Regions from separate parts of the Macaca mulatta genome. Here region 2 is linked to region 1. A link is a contact called in public Hi-C data. All regions are on one chromosome and are shown on one strand. The core of a region is the stretch at or near the end of the contact, and the rest is flanking DNA. Distances in the headings are between cores, read along the strand shown.

The links. A called contact is a pair of places that touch in the nucleus more often than the background predicts.
Region 2: a Hi-C map of liver shows a contact between it and region 1, with 2.5 times the contacts expected there. The contact joins the promoter of SOD1 here to the promoter of SCAF4 in region 1. A contact is called at or near these places in 3 of 14 Hi-C or Micro-C datasets (blood, cortical neurons and liver).

What each region holds. Positions count from the first base shown.
Region 1 is chr3:15,610,086-15,613,827 of T2T-MMU8v2.0, forward strand. SCAF4 (SR-related CTD associated factor 4) reads left to right here and starts at 2,122. Exons shown (of 18, transcript XM_077995859.1): 1 at 2,122-2,577. The coding sequence starts at 2,548.
Region 2 is chr3:15,682,617-15,686,358 of T2T-MMU8v2.0, forward strand. It overlaps SOD1 (superoxide dismutase 1), which reads right to left and starts at 2,015. Exons shown (of 5, transcript NM_001032804.1): 1 at 1,944-2,015. The coding sequence starts at 2,015.

The DNA.
Region 1 (3,742 bases), core at 872-3,371:
ACTTTGTTCCTTTAACAAGTAATTAAGAGTACATTACCCTCATCTCAAAACAAAACAACACACAAGCAAACACTCTCACTTCCTCCAACAAGTTTTTTCTGTTGTCTTCACAGCTTGCCTTCACAGCCAAGTTTCTATAAACTTTCTCCTGCCTGCCTTCCCCTCTTTGATACACATCAGTCTAGCTTTTGCCCTCACCACGCCAGCCTACACGCAGGACAAGCTCCCTGCATGTAGCACCCATCAGGCACTTTCCAATTCTTATCTTGCTGGACTTTTACTTCCAGCACCACATAGAGCTGATCACTTCAGAGCTCTTTCTTCACCTCTTCTTACCTCCAACATATCCCTTACATACCTGTGTTCCTGGGCTTTTTCCCCCTATTTCAGCTCCTTCCACCACTAGCTGTGCACTAATGACTCCCAGATTTCTATCATCTCAGCCATCGCTCCTGACTCTGCACGTGTTTATCCAACTGCCTCCTAGACATCCTCACTTATTTGTCCCAGGGACAGCTCAAACTCCACAGGCCCCAGACGGAAATGATCCAGTTGTGTGACCTTGGACACATTAGTTCACTCACTCCCTGAATTATAAAATGAGGGCATTACTAATAGACACCTCACCGAGAAGCCTGTTACGGAGATTAAATGAAACAGTACAGAATAGCTTGTCAGGAGACCCTGGCGCATGGTAAGCGACAAGTGTTAACCATCATCCTGTCTTCCCTCAAACCCACGCCTTCTTCCCCATATATTCCCTACGTTGACTCATAAACCCACCACCCATGTCATTCATCAAGTCAGGCTCTGGGCCTCCTCCTGGACACCCCCTTTATTAACCTCACAGTTATTCTGCCTTGGCCCTTCCACTCCACTTCCTAAACATCTGTCCTTCCTTCTCCATCGCCACCACCTTCAGTCCTCATTTTCCCGGGGGGCTAGGGCCATTCTTTCCCTGTCCCCTCTTACTACTTTGCACCATCCTTCTGAGAACACTGCATCCATCACTCCACCTTCCCCTTTCAAGGGCTCCCCTCTGCCTTAAGGGGGCAAAATCCAAACTCTGGAAGAGCAAAGCCTCTTTAGGATCTGGTCTCACTCTCGTCTCTCAGTCCACCTTGCTCCTAAGCTCCAGCTGGTCCTCCTTCGGGGAGGTGATGGTGGCAGTCCTCATCAGGCTCTGTAGGCCTCTCCTCCCTCCAGATGTAGCTCAGGTGCCACTTCCTCTAGGAAGCTTTCCTGGACTTCCTGTCGGAGGCGCATCTTTCTTGTTTCCCAGGGCCTCTGCCGTAACACTAAGCATGCTTTTATAAGTATCTGCTCAGTTGCCTGTCCTCTGCACTAAACTGTGGTGTTTTCAGGCAAAACAATTATCTTTTATTCCCTGTCCCTAACACCAGGCAGCCAGTAGGTACTCAAGGAAAGTGATCAGCATAAACAGTTTTGGCCAAAAATGAAACAACTTGGTTTGAGGAATCAGCGTGAAAGTTAGTGAATCCACTCCTCTCGTGGCACAAGGCTGCACAGGCGTTCCTTAAGGCCTGCGTGGATATCCAGTGCCTGCACGTCTTTCTTGGTGTTTTAGCTCGCGCAGAATTAACCTGCACAACTACAGCGGGCACACAGCTGCACTGGCATTGGCTAAAGCTTTTTTTTCTTTTCCCCAGCAGAGCGCACGAGGGCCTGCAAAGGCACGCCCAGAGGGCCGAGGTTAAATCCTGCGCCCTTTGTTCGCGGCAGCGGAGAGCGAGCGGCTCCATGCCCGCCGCCCCCGCTGGGTGCAGGGCCGGTTAGGGCCGAACATTTCGCACAGACGCACCCGGGAGCACCGCGTCGAGCGGAGCGCGCGTGCGCCAGGTCTTGCTCTAGGTCACCCTCGCAGCCCTAGGATCCCGCGCTCTGCGGCGCCCTCCGCCCGGGCCTGGCCTCGGTGCCAGGCCGTCTCCCCGGCCCGCGGCCGCCGCTGGCGGGAAAGCGCCCGGCGTCCCGGCGTCACGCGCCAGCAGCCAGGCACGCGGGGCGGCGCAGGGCGGGACGAGGCGGGGAGGGGGCGGGGCCAGCGCAACGGGGCGGGGCAGACGCCGGGCACAGGAAGCGCCGGGAGGCCTGAGCCGTCCCAGGGTGCCCCGCGCGGCGTGGACTCGGGCAGCTGCCGCCATCCCGCTGGAGAGAGGGAGAGAGAGGCCCGCCCGCTCGCCGGCCGGGCCAGTGTGAGCCAGTGCGTGAGGGCGCGGGGGGCCGTGTCAGCGAGACGCAGAGCGCAGCCGCCACCACCAAACGGACATGTTGAAGACCGGCGCTGCCGCCGCCTCCTTTTCCTCATCCTGCGAACGGGACTGAGAGGGGGCCCGCCACCTCTTCGCCTCTGCCTCGGCCGCCCGCCTCGCCGCTTCGGCCGCAGCCTCTTCCTGCCCGGGCCTCGGGCTCCGCCGCTCGTCGCCTCCCCCCAGCCACCAGGCCCGGTTGGTTTCCCGGCCCCGCTCCGCCGCGGCGCGAGGTCTATGTGACCGGCGGGCCCGGAACAGCCGCCGCCGCAGCGCGAACATGGACGCCGTCAACGCCTTCAACCAGGAGGTAAGGGGTGCTCGGGGCAGGGGGGTGCCGGGCCTGCTGCGGGAGCCGGGGCCCGTTTCTCCCGCCGCCTGAGGTTTAAAGCTTTGGTCCGGGTGGGGACGCTTCCTGCCCCGGTTCCGGGGCGGCGGGGCCTGCACGGAGCGGGGCCTGTGGCCCGGGAGAGGTCGCGGCGACCACGGGAACTGACCCTGCACCCCTCCCCCCACTGCCCACCCCCGGACGGCGACCTCGGGCTTCCCCCCCTCGCCCCCTTGCGGCCTCCCCTAGCCCAAGTCTGTGCCCGTTCCTCTAACTTGTCCCTTTTTTGGGTCCGGGCGCCCTCGCTGTCTCTTCCGCGAGCCCCGTTGTCGGGTTCGCAGTGCTGGGAGCCCGCAAGGGGCTAAGAAAGAAGCGCGGGCGGGCGCGTGGGGTTGGGGGCGGGGGAACGGGAGCATCTGCCGGTCGTGGGGCTGGCGGAGCGGTGGCTTCAGCTCTCCTGTTGCTCAGGCCGCGGCGCGTCGACGACTGGACTCTGATCCCGGGTCTGGGAGGAGTTGGAGAGGGTGTTCATCCCCCTTCTCCGAGATTCACGCACTTGGGAAATAGGGCTAATAAACGGAGAGGGGGTGGCTCGTTATAATAATTTAAAGTCGTGAACATAACCCTCTTATAGGCTCTATAGCCCCAACGTGACGCCTAAAAAGTTGAATGGGAGAGAAGAGTATTCGCTCCGCCTTAGTCCGCTAGAAGGCTGGCGTTGTCCTCCAGTTCCCTACCCTCGCACCCCTCCCGAGGTAGTTAATCCTCCGCTCCCTTCTACGAGGACATTTACATGTGAAAACCTCTCCAAACCGGGAACAAAGCTGCCTGCGGCCTTAAAGTTCTCTAGTTGTTTCTCTGATCATTCCAGGTGTTGCTTTTGGAGTGTAGAGTCCATACATCCTATTTGTCAGAATCGATTTGGGAGGAGGAGACTTGGCTATTGATGATTTAAAATGCGGTTACAGAATGGGAACTATTGTCATGGGTTGAGCTGTATTGTCTTCCCTTTCCAAGTACCAAAGATAAAGCAACATTGAAAAATCAAATGTAGTAGTTCGAGATGTGTGGATGTGGCATTAAAAACGTGCTGCATCTCACAGATTTTGTAGGTTTACTTGTAACAATTATGGTGCAATAACTTTCC
Region 2 (3,742 bases), core at 765-3,264, 72 kb after region 1:
TTAAAAGAAGGAACTATGCTCGCTGCTCAGGGAAGGTGGAAAATGACAGAAACCTGGGTTCATGCATGGACTCTCAAAGGCCAGGGAGAAGGAATTCCACAGAGGCGTCTTAAGACTAGTACTGGTGGCCGGGCGCGGTGGCTCACGCCTGTAATCCCACCACTCTGGGAAGCCGAGGCGGGTGGATCACCAGGTCAAGAGATCGTGACCATCCTGGCCAACATGGTGAAACCCGGTCCCTACTAAAATACAAAAAATTAGCTGGGCGTGGTGGCACGCGCCTGTAATCCCAGCTACCCGGGAGCCTGAGGCAGGAGAATTGCTTGAACCCAGGAAGCGGAGGTTGCAGTGAGCCGAGATCGCGCCACTGCACTCCAGCCTGGGCAAGAGAGCAAGACTCGGTCTCAGAAACAAAACACAGCACTAGTACTAGTGAATTATGTGGGAATAAGTAAAGAGGGACAAAACGAAGTCTGACAAATGAAATAGCAAAATGGAGTCAAATGCCAAAGAACCTTTTCCAGAAAATCTGGAGACGTATTAAAGAAAAAAGCTAAACTCGTATCTCCCTCATACACATTTCAGACACTTGCACAGACTAACTGTTCCTGTCCTCTCACCTTTCTGTAAACCCCTTTAAAGACTGAATCTCATTCATATGATAAATATTCTCTCATGACTTTTAAGCCGAGTACCAGACAATTTTCCACCAGTTGGTAACTTCACTAAGGCTCTGGGGACAGTGTTATCACAAGCACCTTCCTTGCAAGACGTTTTGCAATTTTACTGATAATAGTTATGAAAATATTTCTGTACTACATTTTACAAGAGTCGTTCAGAAGTTTGTCTCTGACCATCTTAGCAACCTGCCTACTGGCAGAGCAATTTTAAAGCCACTTCACAGAAAATGTGGCTTAAGAAATGCTCCGACAAGAGTTACTAAGTACCAATTCCGTGTAATGGAAACTTCAGGTCTTCCCAATTTCCAAATCCCAAACCGCACCCACTGTCCTCAAACAACAGTCCTCAATCGTAGGTGCACATCAAAATCACATTTGGAAACTTAAAAAACAGCAATAATCACCTGCGCTGGGACAGGTTTTGATGTAATTGGTCTGAGGTTGGGCTCTGGTGTATTTTTAGTAAGATCTTCAAATAAGCTAATTGTGCACCCAAAGTTAAGAATCATTGCCCTCGAAAGTCCCCAAAACGGTCAGTTAAAACTCTGGCTCTCGGAGCTTAGGAGGAGGAAAAGGACCTCTATCCAAGGCTACCTTCTCTGCCCTTGCAGCCCAACCATGACCTAGAACAGAGGCCAACAAACTCCTGCAAAGTGTCACACAAACGGTCTCTGTTGCGTATTTTTGTTTACCAAAGCCTTTTAAAAATATAAAAACCATACTTAGCCTTAGAGCTGTACAAAAGCGGAGACTCCCTGACCCAGAGCGCTGAAGCCGGAACGCGGAGAGGGATGCTAAGACACCAGCCGGGCCCAGGCGCAGTCGCCACCCCGGGCCGGGCCTGTCACTGCGCCACTCGGTGTCCGCGGGACCCTCAGGAACGAGAACACAGCCAAGCAAGGGAGGAGCACAGCTGCTCCAAGCACCACGACAGAGCCCGCGGCGGCCGCCCACGGACCCCGGAGGGCAGCACGCCCACGCCCGCCCCCGCGGCAATCCCTCCCCGCGCTCCCGCCACGCGCAGGCCCAGCCCCGCGGCGGCCTCGGTCCCACACCCCGCACCCGGGCCCGCCCGATGACTCAGCACTTAGCCGGCACCGCACCGCTGGGGGCAAAGGCACCGACCGGGCGGCACGGGCCGAGGCCGGGCGCGGGACCAGGGCGGTCCCGAGGCCTGGCTGGCCACCCGCTCCTAGCACAGGTGCTCGGGGCGACGAGCGGGCGGGAGCGGCCTCGCAAACAAGCCTCCGCCCCGGCCCTTGCCTTCTGCTCGAAATTGATGGTGCCCTGCACTGGGCTGTCGCCCTTCAACACGCACACGGCCTTCATCGCCATGACTTGCTAGGCCACGCCGCGGTCCTGCTTCCGAATATTGCGAGACTGACCGCAAACGCTGCAGGAGACTACGCCGCAAAGCGGTACCACGGCGCCGCGACTACTTTATAGGCCGGACCTCCGCGCCCCGCCCACTCTGGCCCCAAACCAGTCACAGCGCACGCGCTCAGCCCGCCCCCTGCGGCAGCCTCGGGACGCGAGTGGCAGGAAATGACTGGGGGCGGGGCCAAGGGGCCGCGTGCGCCTCAGACTTCCCCCCGCCCCGCAGCCGGGAAAGGTCCAGAACCCCGAAATGTGGAAAAAAACACAGCCTTTTTTTCACGGGGGCGTGGCCCGACGGTTGCAGGACGCGAAATTGGCAAAATGATGTAAACAAGGTACGCCTTGAAAATCTGAAGTCACTTTGTCTAGAAATGTCATTGGTTATGACTGACTTTCGCCACAGCATCTCATTTGTTACTCAGAAATTAGGACGGCCCAAGATGGATGCTTTTGTAGTTTTCTTTTTTTTTTTTTTGTCTTGTTTTTTAATTTTCTGAGGGCATAGAAAGTCGCTACACCTCAATCCCTGGCCTCACCTTTTCTTCCCCTGCAGTTGTTTTAGTCCTTAGCACATAGTTTCTTATTTGGTTGGCAGAATTCGGTATTCTTTTTATATTTTTCCTGTTTGGCAACGCTACAACCCCACAGATAACCAAAACGGCAACTAGTTGGCTTCTAGGCATCTCCTGCGTTTTTGCCTGGCCCCAAGGCCACAACACTCAAGGAGGGTAGAATGGTGAAATAATTTGTGATGTCTCCATACAACAGGAATGATAAATATGACTTACCTTTCAAGGGAAATATTTCAAAAACTTTGATGAAATGAGAAAATAGTACAAACTACTTTAGTCCGGGGCGAAGGGGTTGTTTATTTGATTTTTGAGACAGGGTATTGCTCTGTCACCCAGGCTGGAGTGCAGTGGCACGATCATAGCTCACTGCAGCCTCGACCTCCTGGGTTCAAAAGTCATCCTGCTGCCTCAGCCTCCCAAGTACCTGAGACCACAGGCATGTGGCACCACACCTGGCTGATTTTTGTATTTTGGGTAGAGATGGGGTTTTACCATGTTGCCCAGGCTGGTTTCAAACTCTTGAGCTCAAGCCAGTCTGCCCACCTCGGCCTCCCAAAGTGCTGGGATTACAGACATAAGCCACCACGTCCAGCCTAGTATTTCGTACTGAGCATGGCAAAATACTCAGACTTAATTCAAGTCCAGCGTGAAACAACGATAGAAGCTATTCCAGCCTCGTTTGGAGTACACTACTATCTATTTATTTACTTATTTATTATTTATGTTATTTAGACCCTCAGACTCTAATGCATCCTCTATCAGAGAAAACACAATTCACATTTTTTTTATCATCCTCTAGGAAGTATACATATTTGCAGTTTTGCGTGTTGTATTTAGTAGTAGTTTCCAGATAATTCGTATATTCTAAACGGTTGCATAAACAGTGCAAATGCTGGCCAAACGGCCTTTGCCCAAGGCTGAAGTTTCTCTGGGTTCCAGGAAGTTTGGCCGAGTTCAGTTCATTGTAAACTTGCCAAGGGAGCCGCCCACAGACACAAGAGCGCTGCTTTGGGACAGTGAATTACTTTTCTTTTGAGATGGTCTAATGATGCCTGGGTGGTGCCTTCCTAGGACGGTCCTCACACCTGAACAGGGGGTGCCAGGCCCTGGGCC